2 separate regions of the Sus scrofa genome follow, and region 1 is linked to region 2. The links are chromatin contacts, called in public HiChIP or PLAC-seq maps. All regions are on one chromosome and are shown on one strand. Each heading gives the region's core, a stretch centred on a gene start, on an enhancer-like site or on the middle of the called end of the contact. The rest is flanking DNA. Distances are from core to core; before and after follow the strand shown.

Region 1 (6,639 bases), core at 1,618-4,117, 41 kb after region 2:
GATGTTTTGACTGTTATTATTTTGGCTCTCACCTCCCCCTCTGTGAAATGGGGAGTGGTGAACCCCAGGTTTCCATGAGGCTGAACTCACACGGCCTCCCCAGAACCCAGTGTCTGGGCAACTGTGTAAGCTCTCTGTTCCAGGGCGCTCTTTGGGCAGAGTCTTGCTCGCCAGCCTGCCCGTGGGTCCCTCCCTCTGTGACGGGGAAACTGGGTTCCCAAGACATCATTCCTTCCACCCACCCTGCTGACTCTCCCATCTTGGGTCCTCCCTCCGTCCCCTCCTCAGGCCACCCCACTTCCTCCTCCTGCAAGTGGTGCTGTGTCAACACCAAAGCCAGGAAGTCATTTACTGGTGCCAGCTGCCACCCAGGGAGGGCTGGGGACCAGGTTCCCAGACCCCCTGTTCAGCACTTCGCAGTCGACCTCTCCGCCTGCCCGAGAGTTTCCTCCCTCCTCTGCCTTTTGCGTGAATGTGTCATCTGTTCCCAGTGCCCTTCCCCCACCCCCTGTTTCTTTCCACTAATCGCCTGTTCTACATGCCTCGCCCCTCCCATTTCTTTTTTTAATAAAACAGTTTTGAGATGGAGTAATAACCGCAAAGTGGTTAAAAGCAAGAATTCGAGCCAGATGGCAGGAATTCAAATCTTGGCTCTACCCCTAAACAGCCAGATCCCTTGGACAAGCGCCTCAGTTTCCTCATCTGTAAGAGGGGGCAAGAATTACCTCCTTCTGTCCCCTGTGGCTGCTGTGGGGTTTCAGGGAGGCACCAGATGGCCAGTGTGAACCGACTGGGATGCTCTTCATGTAGGTACCTGATTGGACGGGACCTGAATATATCTACCACCCACCCACCTGCGCTCCCAGAGCCCTGGGAGAGCAGCCACGTGGAGGTTCCCTGACTCGGGGTGTGGGCTCTGTTGCTGGTGAACTTGGAACTTGAACAAGCAGGCTCCCACCTGGCCTTTAGATTCCACATCAGTTCAGCCTAAAGGGGGGAGTGTGGCCTGTTTTGCCTTCTCTTGGTTTGCCCCCACCCAGCCCGCCCACCCCCAGAACCACTCAAAAGTGGAAGACACGCAGCTGTTCTCAGCTGTTTCTCAGCCACTCCCTTGGATGGGGTAAGGGCCGTGGGGGGCGGCACGGGAGGTGGCGAAAAGGTCACAGGCCACAGGTCACATGAAGGTCGAGGAGATGCCGGTTCTCGTTTCGGTTCTGTTGGGTGACCCTGGAGAAGTCGTTTCATGTCACTGGATTTCTGCTTCCCTATTTTTGAAATGGGATAACCACCCCTCTGTTTTGTACCTCTCGTAAAACAAGCAAAGAAGGCGAGATGTTGAAAAGCACTTTGCTGGCTGCCTGGTGCTACCGGAGCCGCCCCCCACCCCCCCACAGTGGTCTCAGGTGGTATCAGGCTCCTCCCGTGGAGCAGAAGGACTGTGGCAGCAGCTCCGACCACTCAGAACCGCTGGGGGTGAGAGCGGATGAGCATGGAGGGGATGGAAGCGGATGAGCATGCTGTGTGAGGTTGGGCTGTGCTTTGGGACCCCGAGCCGGGACTAGTGTCTCTCCATGCTTGATCTCTGTTCTCCCTGATGGACTCTGGCCCGTGGGTGACTCAGACAGGAAACCACCAGCCATCCCTTCAAAAAGCTTGGACTCCTCTCAAAGACGTGCTTACTTTTTATCGCTCTGTGTTTATTTGGATGGTGGGGGAGTAATTCACAGAGTCAGGGCACAGCCACAGAGTGAGCTTCTGCCATGGCTGGGTCTCTGGGATCGAATCCAGAAGATGGGAGGAGGTGGGACATGAGGCGGGCTGGATTAGGATCCAAGGTATCTAAATGCTGGCCCGTGGACCAGAGCCAGTGGGTGACATAAAACTCTCTAGAAACGTGACCCCTGCTGTAGGTTCAGACTGCACTTTTTTTTTTTTTTCTTCAGCTTCTCCGGATTGCACAGCCCCTTTGGGGAACCACTGGAGTGAGTGGGACTGGTATCTGAGGGCCAGCCTGTTAGGGGGCTCTGTGTGCCCTGCCCACATCCAAGTACCCGTCCCAAGGCTGTAAAGTAGTATGAGTGTTGGTGTCACAGTGTGATTAGGTTATTTTTAGCCTTATCTGCTTGAAGGGTTGTTCAGCTTATCAGGTGACCCCATCCTTATTGATGGATATGGGGAGTGGGGGAACTTCTCTGAGTGTCTGTAATTAAGCCGAGTGGACAAAGTGGACAGCAAAAGAGTCTGTAAGTACCTCAGGGTCGTGGTCTGGAGGAGGCACAGCATTCCATTGTCCTGACCCTCTTAGTTTTGCGGTAGAAAGTGAGATTCTTACTGGACCCCATTGGATGAATCAGGTCCTAATCAAATACTCTAAAAACAGGCTATTATTTTGAGAGCTTTGGAGAAAGAAAGAAAGGGGGGGGTGGATAGGATAACCCCCCTGACACCTGATCACATTGACAGCTTTTCTTGTTTCCAGGTCCTTTTGTGACACCTCTGGCTTCTCGGTGGCGGTGGCGGTGGCGGCCGCAGCCAGGAGGTGAGAGCTGTGGTCTCACCTGGGGATTCCACCTTAGACAGTCACCTTCTGCACCCAGGTGCCGGTGGGAAGCAGCAACCCTGGCAGGCACCCTTTTCCTCAGGCTGTGCCCTGATGGGGATTCACGGGTGTAACCCCCAAATCCGAGGAAGCAAACTTCTCCCCCCGCCCCCGACTCCACCGCCACCATGACCTGGTTTCCCAAAACGCGGGGCTCAGAAATCACTTTCTCATCAGGCCAAAGTTGCTGTGTGTTTGCTATCATTTCCTTCCCTCCCCCTCCCCCCCACTTCCTGTTTTTTTCTTCCTCTTTCTCCACCCCCGCCCCATCTCTCCAGCCGAATCCCTCATTGTCTGCGAACAGGAACAGAGAGAGGCCGAGCATTGATGGGCATGATTCCTGTGGCTGCTCAGAGCCAGGGCCAGACTAGCTTCTTTGGGGCACATGAGACCCCGCTGGAAGCACATAGGAAGCCAGGGCTGTCAGAGCCTCCTGTCTGAACGAGAATCTAACAAGAATAACCCTTCATATCCTTGCAACAATAACAGCTTCCAAAGAACTTTCTCCTGCCTTTGAGCTAACACACTGGAAAAATAGGACAACTCCTAGTGTTTTAGCCTAATCGCTATCATCCAGTTTGCACGGACAAAACATTGATTTGGGTGTTGGATATGAGTTCATGTCTGGCTCTGCGCTGAATTTTCTTTCTAGTTCTTTCCAGCTTGGTTCCGTAACCCCCTTGGAAGAATGGAGTTGATGGTACCTCCGGGGGAATTTTTGAGGACAAATTAGGAAAATATCTCTATAAGATTTATATGATGTGCCTGGTTGGTATTATTTGCGTCATAAATGTGAACTCCCCTCTTTGGTTTTGGTTTTCTGCCCAGAGGAGTGGCTGTTCAAATGGACGGTGGTCGGAAAAAAAAATCACACAAGAACTGATACCCTCGGGAGGAGAATGCATGTCTGTTACTGTGTTTTCCCGAAATGAGGGAGAGACAGAGACGGAGAGAGATCAGGGACCTGCGGGCTGGTTGCACACATGTCTATCACTGAAAAGCAAAGTCCCCCCTCCGCTGTGTTCACGAGCCCCATTTTTCCATAACAATATTTTTCTAATGGAAAACAGGGAGAACCATCCCAGCCACATGCCTGAGGAGGACTGGTTTACTCATTTAGCTCCCGGGGGTCAAACTACAAAAACAGCAGTCTGGAAAAAGTGCCACCTCCCATTTTGAAAATCCATTTCAAAAAAAAAAAAAAAAAAAAGACTTCCATTCAGGGTCAGTGACCACTGGTTTGAGAAGTCAGCCTGACCATGTGGCAACTTTTTTTTTTTTTTTTTTTTTTTAAAGTCCAGAAGCCAGAAAGTCAGAGACACTTTTGCATCTGGAGTCTCTGGCCGAGTGGCTGAATCCTTGAAAGAGGCTGTTTTCTTCTCTGAACCCCAGTTTCTCCAACTGCAAAACAAAAGCATTGGACAGGGGCGTTGCATCGATTTCTTTCAGCCCTAGTAATCAGTGATTCTGGAACTCTCTGTTCTTCTCAAAAGAATGTATGATGGAAGATAATGTGAGAAAAAGAATGTGTGTGTGTGTGTGTGTGTGTGTGTGTGAGAGAGAGAGAGAGAGAGAGAGACAGAGAGAGATGTGAGTGACTGGGTCACTTTGCTGTACAGCAGAAACTGACAGAATGTTGTAAATCAACAATAATAGAAAAAATAAGAATCTTAAAAAAAAAAAAGTCTGAGAACTAGAGGAGAAGAGGAAACGGCCTCTCATAGTAACATGTCTCGCGTTCCCTTTTAGCAGATTGTCACTCACCAAGGACGGAGAAACCACAGGTTCTCGGGGGCCACAGCCCTGTTGGGGAAGCCAGACGTGTCTTGACCAAGCGGCTGCTCATCTGCTTCGTTCCATCAGCCTGGATTGGTGAATCTGAATCACAAGGGAGATCTCCAGGTAAGAGACAACTATCTTTGCGTAGAGCAGCCAGGGCAGGATGGCCAGCATTTGCAATGCAAGAAACCTATGATGCGTGTGCCCAGGGCGTACCTGGAAGTTTAAGGATGCTCCTTCCACCAGATTTATCATCTTTGACTGGAAGCCATGCTTCCTAATATCACACAAAAAAGGACATACTAATGGATGTGCATTGCAGAGTGGCTGTAATTTTCAAGTGGTTAAACGTCCCTGGGTTCTATAACTGCCTTCTGAGTGGGAGCTGTGCTATCTTGAGTCTTTTGAACGTTTAGGCAGGAAATGGGGCAGCTTGGAACTCTGTGCAGAAGAAGAGCAGATGAAAGCTGTGGTTGTCGGTTGCTTTTTCCCTGCAGAATCCATTTGAGGGTGTCTTTCTGCCCATCCTGGCCATCCAGATGGTGACCAGCAGGGAGAGAAGTAGCTGGAATTTAGGTCTTGTGCCAGAGGGCTGGCTGGCATCACACTTGCTATAACATTTTTAGAGGTCAGTGTGGTTCGTGACGTTGTCACCACCGTAGGTCATCACTGCCCTTGCCCTCTTCCCTCCCAGCCAACACGTTGGTTTTCTCCAGTGACCTCCATCCTCTGTCACCTCCTCCCAGAGAGTTGTGGACACGTTTCTTCTTATCCGGAAGGAGAGAGCCGTACCTTCTTGTGCTTCTTCATTGAACTTGGACCTGGCACCAGCTGACTTCCCTCCCAGCTGATTCAAGATCTGGGGTTCCGCTCCTTAAACTCTGTTGTATTAGCGCCTCTCTCTTAGGCTGGCCTGGGGCATCCACCCATCCCAGTCGGGAGTCATGAAAGAGATGGCAGTACATACACCGAGATGGCCACACACCTTCTACTCTTTCAGTGGTTGCTGCTATAACCTTCCCTGTCCTCTCCTAAAGCCTGCTTTTCCATTTAACTGTCTATCTTGAGCTTCTCTGAAAACTAAAACCAGAAGCATTTTGTAAAGCTGAGCTCAGTATAGAAGGTAAGACCAGGTGACTTCTAAAGTATTTTCCAATTCTGCGTTTCCAGGATTATTTTATCTCAGACTCCTTCCTTACACCAGATTCTCATTCTGGTTTACCTTGTACTCCCTTCCCTTCTTCTTCTTATGGTTTCTTCCCCGGGAGTGGTCCCTGGGCTCTAACATAATTCAGAAGAAGGGGAAGAACTTTTGAAATTAGACAGACCTGACTTCACATCTCAGATCTGCTGTTGATTGCTTGAGTAATTTTGCCTGTATCCTTTTTAAATTCCTGAGCTTCGGTTTCCCCATCCTTAAGATGGGGCCAGTCCTCCCTGTGTTACAGGCTTGGGGTGAGAATCAAAGGAGACGCTAATGCATTAGCATCAGTTCTTGCTTGTCGTAAATCTCAAAGACTGTCAGCTTCTTTCCCTGGCCAGCCTTCTTCAAAGGTATTTAAATACAGCTTTGAGTCCCCACTCACGTTCTATTTGAACTTGTGCCTGAAGGGACAGGCCTTATCTACACAGATGGTTGGTCCCAAGGGGTTAAAGGAGGGAGGAGCTGTTAACAGCTTCTGATTTCAGAGTTCCTCTTCCATAGCAGCCCTCCCTCACCTCGCTTTGGCCAGACTGCCCTCTGCAACTTGGCCATTGAAAGCTTTGCTCTTACACCCACGTTCAGGTCTCAACACCCTCCGAGTCCATCCTTTGTGCCATGAGATGTTAGCTGGAGATGAACTCATCCCCAGCAGCTTTTCCACTTCAGACCAGTGTACCACCACGACATAGAGGAATGCCCCGACAACCGGGGTCAGTTGTTTTGCAGGCAGGTGTTGCCTGAGTTTTCCAGCACGTGTTTGTCCAGGCCGTGGTGTCGGCTTCCTTCCTTGACTGTTGGCTCTTGTGCGGCATTCATTTATCCAGCCACAAATATGTATGGAGCATGTGCTGCATGGCGGGGGCATTCTTAGTGTTTAGGGATCCAGTGCAAAACAAAATAAAACAAAAGCCCTCTTCTCATCGAGCTTGTATTCTAGTGGACTTGGGATTGTCAACAAGTAAACAAACACACATTGTATCAGACAGTATTAAGTGTTATAGGAAAAAAAAAGCAAAAAATAAATAAGTAAAGCCGAGCCAGAGTGACAGGAAGCTGG
Region 2 (6,824 bases), core at 2,337-4,836:
TGGCACTATTCAAGGCACTAGGAGGCACCACACACACACACACACACACACACACACACACAACTATTCTTTCTTTCATAGCTACAAAGAGTTGACATCAGCCCTCACATCAAACTTCGGAGGTAAGTTGTACTATTCCCATTCTATTTTATTTTATTTTATTTTGTTTTATTTTATTTTATTTTATTTTTTTGCTTTTTAGGGCTGCACCCGTAGCATATGGAAGTTCCCAGGCTAGGGGTCCAACCTGCTGGCCTATACCACAGCCACAGCAACACAGAATCCGAGCAACGTCTATGATTGACACCACAGCTCACAGCAATGCCAGATCCTTAACCCACTGATGGAGGCCAGGGATCGAACCCATGTCCTCACGGATACTAGTTGGGTTTGTCACCACTGAGCCACAATGGGAACTCCTACTACTCCCATTTTAGAGAAGAGAAAAATGAAACTCCAAGGGCCTAAGTAACTTAGATTCCCATAGCTAGTGAGTGGCAGGATCAGAATATATGCTCCGTTTTGATTCCAAATCATGGGGAAAGGGGGCTTATCTGTGTCTCAGAAAAGGTCCTTGTCCTCAAGAAACTTGCATATGTGATGAATCAGAGTAAGTGGCTCAGATTGTCAATTTTATGGGAATTCAGGAGAAAGAAGTGTGAGCACACAGTATGCCACTGTTCTGAAGGCCCCATTAGCATCAGAAAGAGTGGGCTTTGATACTGAGCGATGGGGGAGGAAGTCATCCTGGGTGCATCTATATTTATACACTTGAGCAAAAGTTCAGAAGCAGAAATGATCTTTCACAGTAATAAGAGGAGCCATGCTGAGAAAGTGAAATCTAATTTGTGGAGGGATTTAGAAGGAATGTTCTACCTGCCCTATGATGGATCTCAGTGGATAGAGAGGGTGCTTTGTCTCCAAAGGGGCTGTCCATCATGTGCAACCTTATTGCTTATTCGATAAATATTATTGTGGACCTGGTTGTGACAAGGCTTGTTCTCAGCACAGGGGACCCTTCAGATAATGCGTTTCTAAATGGGAGGGAGCAGAGCCGGGCCACGGAGGACAGTGCACAGCCCCTGGTTAATGATGGCAGTTCTTTCCTGAGCATTCTCACTGCTGCCTCCTTTTCTTTCGCCACCTCCAGACCCCAGGCACCCTGGGGGCTGTCAGTCTCTATTTGAGGCTCCAGTCAAAGTTGTCTGGTCACTGGGAGGCCCTGGGATCAAGGGCAGCCTTCTCAGGCTGGTGTTCCAGGTCTCCACTCTCAGCTTCACTTTGCCCAGCCCCTGGCGCTGAGACCACGCCAGACCCCTTCCGGCTAGGGCCTCTCCTTTGACCCTCTACCTGGGGTCTCCTTAAGCCCACTACCTGCCTATGGAAGTCATCCTTAGAGGTTCAGCTTCCAAGAATCTGCCTCTGATTTTCCCCAATCACAATCCACTCCTTCCAACCTGGGCCACACAGCAAATACATCTGTTTTAGCCTGTTTCCTCTTCTGCCTCAGCATAAACTGGGGTGGCCACCAGTCTGTCCACTCCTCAGGCCAGAGACATGTGCTCTGATTCCACCATTTAGTGCAGTGCCTGGCACTTTGTCCAAGCTCAAGACATCTCTTAAAACAAAACAAAAAAAAACAAAAAAACCCCCAAACACATGATGAGGATGTCCTTGAAATTAGAACAGTTCAGTTTAAATTTAACTGAGACATTAAGGTTCATTTTAGAAAATGCATATTGTGAGTAAAAACCACTGAAATTTAATCTCACAGTTTAATTTCACTGTAATCTTTATTATAGTAACCTCTAAACTTGTTATTAGTATTACCAATGAAGTTGAAAGACCATTTCATCTGATTATTGTGTCTTAGGAAACACTTAATAATTAAATTCCACACTAATAATTAGAAACCCTATTATTTCACAATGGGCTAGGCAATACCTTGCAGGTAGCCCTCAATTACTGAAACAGAAGCCATCTTTAAGTGCGTGGAAGTGAAATTTCATACATCAAATAGTCTCCTCGCACCAACTTAAGCTGTATTATTAGAGACAGACGATGCAATAAAGTAAGGAGTCCTTCCAAGGTCTGAAATGATAGTGTTTTATGGGGTGAATGGTGTCTGTGGCTGATTTGTCCTTGCCCTTCACCTGACCATGTTCAAGGTGGACAGAATAAGTCAGGAATTTTGGTGTGTGTATAGGGCTGCATCAAGAAGGGTTTTCTAACAGAGCCCTCCAAAATTAAAATGGGTCATCTGCAGGGATTGACAGCAGGACCTGGTCCAGGCACAGGCACCTTCGTTGACACAAGTGAAAAATGGGAAGGTGTTCATTTGATCCAAAAGACCCCAACCAATCAGAAGACTGTTTCGCTCTAACGCTGCCCTCCTGGCCCCAGGGTTGCCAAAACCCAGAGCAGGAGTCCAGCTGGGCAGCTCCTGAAAGCCCTTCAGAACAAGGGACTGTCAGAGCCTGGAAGAGGTTGGGGTGACACAAGTCCTGAATGGGACCCCTAGCGCTCAGAATGAAGGACTTGACCAAGGCCTCCTGAAGCTGCCTGCCCTCCAGGACCTGAGTGCCTTGGGTTCCCAACCCACATATTCCTGCAGCAACTGACATAGCCACCCCCACCCCCTCACACAGCTTGGTCCATTGCAGGAATTTAATAAAGTTCCAGAAGGGATGTGTGTATATTTATAACAATCGCTTTGTTGTACAGCAGAAATTATCACAACATTGTAAATCAACTATACTCCAATAAAAAAAAAAAAAATAGAAAGAAAAGAAAAATTCCCTGCTGCTCTAGCTGACTGACTGGGAAAGGAAGCCGGAGAGGTCTGGCCCAGCAGGAGCCCCCCACCCCCATCCTCCCCAACAGGAGCTCTGACTCACAACCTGTTTGGCACCGCGCAGTCCTCTCCGGTTTCCTGAATCGCTCTCTCTAATGCAAACGCCTCCATGGCAGATGTTCTGAAACAATGATCATGACAATGACACTGTAATCCCCTACTTTCCCTTGCATCATAGAATTTTTTTAGAGTGATTTTGCAGACTTGCTCTTCAAGGTAGTTATATTTTTTGGACGAAGCCTTTACAAAGACTTTTTGGGTGGTCCCATCGGATAACTGCGGGGGCCCCCAGAGCCGGGAATCCTTTAGCAGTATGCACGCGCTGGGAGGGACAGGGAAAAAGTCAGAGGTGAGAATCCGAGTAATCTGGGAGTGGGGTAGAGGTTGGGATGGTTTGGTTGGGTGCAAAGGCATACATCTGAGGGTGGGTGTAAGCCTAGGGATTGATCAAAAGGTCTTTCTTCCGTCCTTTTTTTTTTTTTTTTTAAGGGGAAAATTGGGTAAGGAGGAATTCCGTGTATAGAAGCAGCAGGGGCAGGTCCGAGCTTCCTCTTGGAGGCCAAGGCCGAGGGAAGGGCAAAGGTTACCGTGTGCGGAGACTGCTAGCACCAGCTTCAGGGCTCAGAAGGGCTCTCGACCCGGGCCCGGGGCCGGGGCGGGGGTGGGGCTCCCGGGGGGCCGGGGCGGGGCCGCCGCAGCGGGCGGGGCTGGGGGCGGGGCTGGGGGCGGGGCTCGGGACCTTCTCGCTGGCTGCAGCGGCCGCCGGAGAGGCGTCCACAGCGGCGGCGGCAGCTGGGGCAGCAGCAGAGGCACGGCGGAGCTGGGCGGCGGCCACTCCGGGTGAGCAGAGCGCGGGCGCGGCGGAGGCGCGGCGGGGAGCGCGGCCGGCGGCTTGCAGCGAAGCCGGCTCCGGAGGCGCCGGGAGAACCCCGCCATCCTTCCGTAGCTCCAGACGCAGCCCTCCGGGGAGGGTGGAGGTGGTGGGGTGGGGGCTGAGGGGGTGTGGGAAGCGGAGGCTCCTTTAGCCCTTCTTCAGCCATCGCCGTCCGGCTGTCCGACTAGGCGCCCCATTGCCCCGTCTTCTGAGGACAGCCTCCAGCTTGTGTTCCAGATCTCCTCCCTCGCTTTCGACCACTCCTTCTCCTCCCCCCCAACCCTCAGGGCCAGGTATTTTCAGCTCCCAAGCCATTCTTCCGGGAGACCCCAACTCTCTGCTTCCCCATTCCCGGCACTAGGCCGGGACGCCCCACCACTCTCTCTCTGCAGCCCCAGAGGCAGGAATAACCCCCCCCACTTCCTTTTGCCTGCACACCTGGACCCTTCGGCTGCCACCTGCTCCCGAGATTCTCAGCCGGCCAGCCAGCTGCTGTGCCTAGGACCCAGGCTTCCTTGTCATCACCCCTCCCCCTCCTCAGAATCCCAGACTGAAGAAAGGGACTGGAGGGATCCTGAGCTTTGGAAATCACTTGACCCACTTCCCCAAAGGCTGGTCCCAGGCCAGCCAGGCTATTTGATGGAGACACCTGCCTTGCCTGCCAGCTGAAGGACTGAAAGTCCTCTGTCAAAATGGACCGAGGCATCCCTGCATCCTCCTCCAAGCTGCCCGGACTTGCTGACCTGGGTCCCCAGAGACCAGGAACAAGAGCTTTGTCATTTAAGACCTCCAAAGCTATTTGCCCACCCCACCTTCAGACCCTCAGGAGTGTAGGGTGCAGCTCTGATGGGGCCACCATTCTGGGCCTGGCCTCTGCTCCCATGCCCTTGTTTGCCCACCTGCTCCCCGGGGAACCCTGAGCAAAGTAGTGAAACTGGTGTTCAGGGCCTTGTTCTCCTCTGTAGCCCTTTGGCCTTCCTTCCTCCCCCTGTTGGAAACTTTCCCCCTCTTTCACTGGTCACCGTCACTCTGGCTGGGTCTGGGCCATCTGTACAGCGTTGAGTCCCCAGGGCACAGAAAGCTGGGCAGGGACCACGAAGGGCTGGGACGTGTGCTGGACCAGTGTGAGGAAGGTGGCTGGTAGCCAGGTCAGGCTGGGCATCTGGGCCTTGCGGCTGGCCAGTGCTTTAGGGTGGGTTGTTCATTGGCTTTCATTGAGCTCCGAAGGGGGTCCTAAGGTTTGCTTTGCTGTGGAGAGGGGAGGCAGAGCAGGGGCTGTTTTTCCTGCATGCTTCTGACTGTCTGGTGTTACTATGGTGACAGTTTTGCCTCTCTCTCCTTCTGACTCTTCTGGGAGCTGGTTTTTATTGGTCTGTTGTCCTGTCTTTTATGGCTCTAATTTCTCCTTTCTATTTGCTCTGAAATAAACAGTCATAAACATGGGCGCTGGGCCCAGACTGGGGGCTGGCAGAACTTCACCTGCTCCTGGCCCTGGGCTCCTTTGAGGGGGGAGTCAGGAAAGGAGGTGGGGACGGACCTACCCACACTCCTTCCTGCCCCCGGTTCTGGGAGCGGGTAGCGACATCACAGTCTTGGGCACACAGTGGGTAGCACATGGCCTCGGTGCTAATAATAGACCCAAGTGTGATGGAGAGGCTCCCGGCCAATGTTATTTCATCTTCGAGGCAGCCCTGGGGCTAGGGGTTGTCCCCACTTTGCAGATGACAAAACTAAGCTCAGAGTGAGCTATTTCCCCAGGTCACCCTGGTTTTAGCACATAGGCGGTGCTGAGTTTTGGTTGAATGAATGGCAAAGCCATGGAACTGGCAGCTCCCTGAGTGTCTGCCCTGCAGTGCCTGGTCCTGCTCCCGGAAGGACAGCAGAGCCCTCTCAACCCTGTGTGCTGAGAGGCAAGTCCCAGTTTCCCCACTGGACTCCCACAGAGGCCAGCTGCCAGGGAGCTGCCTGTCAGGTCCTTCATGTACCCTTGACCCCAGCCGTTGGGGACTCAAGTTGGGAGGAGAGTCAAGCCACTTGTGACTTCCTGTTTTTGCTTAGCACCCAGAAGCGTTCAGTTTGCTTTTACTCTCGGGGCCTCGATGCAGCCGGGTGAGCCAGGGACACTGAGAGCCAAGGGGACCTTCCTGTGCCACACTGGGTGAGGAGTTCAGAGCTCTCCTGGCCCTGGGTCACCGACTGTCAGCTGTCAGTGACACTCTCCAGAGAAGCTGCTTATTTTTCCCTTCCCTACACATGCTCTTCTCCCCGCCCCTCCCCTTTCCCCCCTCACATCGCTCTGCTCTAGGCCTGTTAGTAATAAGCTGGAAAAGCATTCTGGTGGCATGAAAAGACCAGGGAGTCAGCAGCCTCATTGTCAAGCGCTGGGGCTGGGGACATCAGTTTACTCACCGGGCCTCAGTGTCAGCCTTGAAAATGGGGTTGGTAGCATTCATTCTCATGGCCACATTTGCTTGTTTTTGTCGGATGGAGTAGCTTACAGGGAGTGCTTTGCTAAGTCAAAAGCCCATAATATCCTCTTCCTGTTGGGAGGTCTCAGTGTTAAAGAGGCCCCAAACCACTGGCCAGCGATCAAGAACTGATTTAGGAACAATTAAGCTGTAGAATCTCAGGAGTGGAAGCATTCTCTGGGCCTCTTGTCCAGCCTTGATGCTAAATCAGTCCGTTTATTCATACACCTTAGGTTAACTGAGCATCTACTCTGTACCGAATACAGTTTGGGGAACTGGGGATCTTAAAAAAAGAACACTATTCTTGTTTTCAGAGAATGTAGTCTGGTGGTAAAGACAGGCATGAAAAGAAAGCCTCTAGATGCCGTCAGAGAGGTGGCGTGAACAGGGAAAAGGCAGAGTGACATGGGACCTGGAGATGGAAACTTGACTAGCTCCCCCCCCCCCCCGCCCCCGTTAGGGCTGAATCAGGTGGCCTGTGCTTTGCAGCTGAGATTCTGTTGTCCTACCACTGCCCACCTAGCAAGCCTCGTCCAGCCCTCACAGCCATGGGGTGATGGCTGCTAAGCCCCTTGCCTGGCTGTGGTGAGCAGAGTCACGAAAAGCGTATGCAGGGTGCCTGGGCCCG

The links. HiChIP or PLAC-seq counts read pairs in DNA pulled down with a chosen protein or histone mark.
Region 1: an H3K27ac HiChIP or PLAC-seq map of alveolar macrophages shows a contact between it and region 2. The contact joins the enhancer-like site here to the promoter of FAM49A in region 2. A contact is called at or near these places in 17 of 47 Hi-C or Micro-C datasets (alveolar macrophages, blood, brain and 7 more) and 2 of 2 datasets of contacts at active chromatin or transcription factors (alveolar macrophages and skeletal muscle).

What each region holds. Positions count from the first base shown.
Region 1 is chr3:121,006,139-121,012,777 of Sscrofa11.1, forward strand. FAM49A (protein FAM49A) reads left to right here. Exons shown (of 12, transcript XM_005662738.3): 2 at 4,349-4,501. Among named protein-coding and RNA genes, the nearest start is that of FAM49A, 41 kb to the left of the region's middle. Within about 2 kb of position 2,868, at least 12 of the 83 cell types and tissues checked have an H3K27ac peak or open chromatin away from gene starts, as enhancers often do. A contact at or near this core is called in alveolar macrophages, liver and retroperitoneal adipose tissue, where this site is marked.
Region 2 is chr3:120,964,430-120,971,253 of Sscrofa11.1, forward strand. FAM49A (protein FAM49A) reads left to right here and starts at 3,587. Exons shown (of 12, transcript XM_005662738.3): 1 at 3,587-3,694.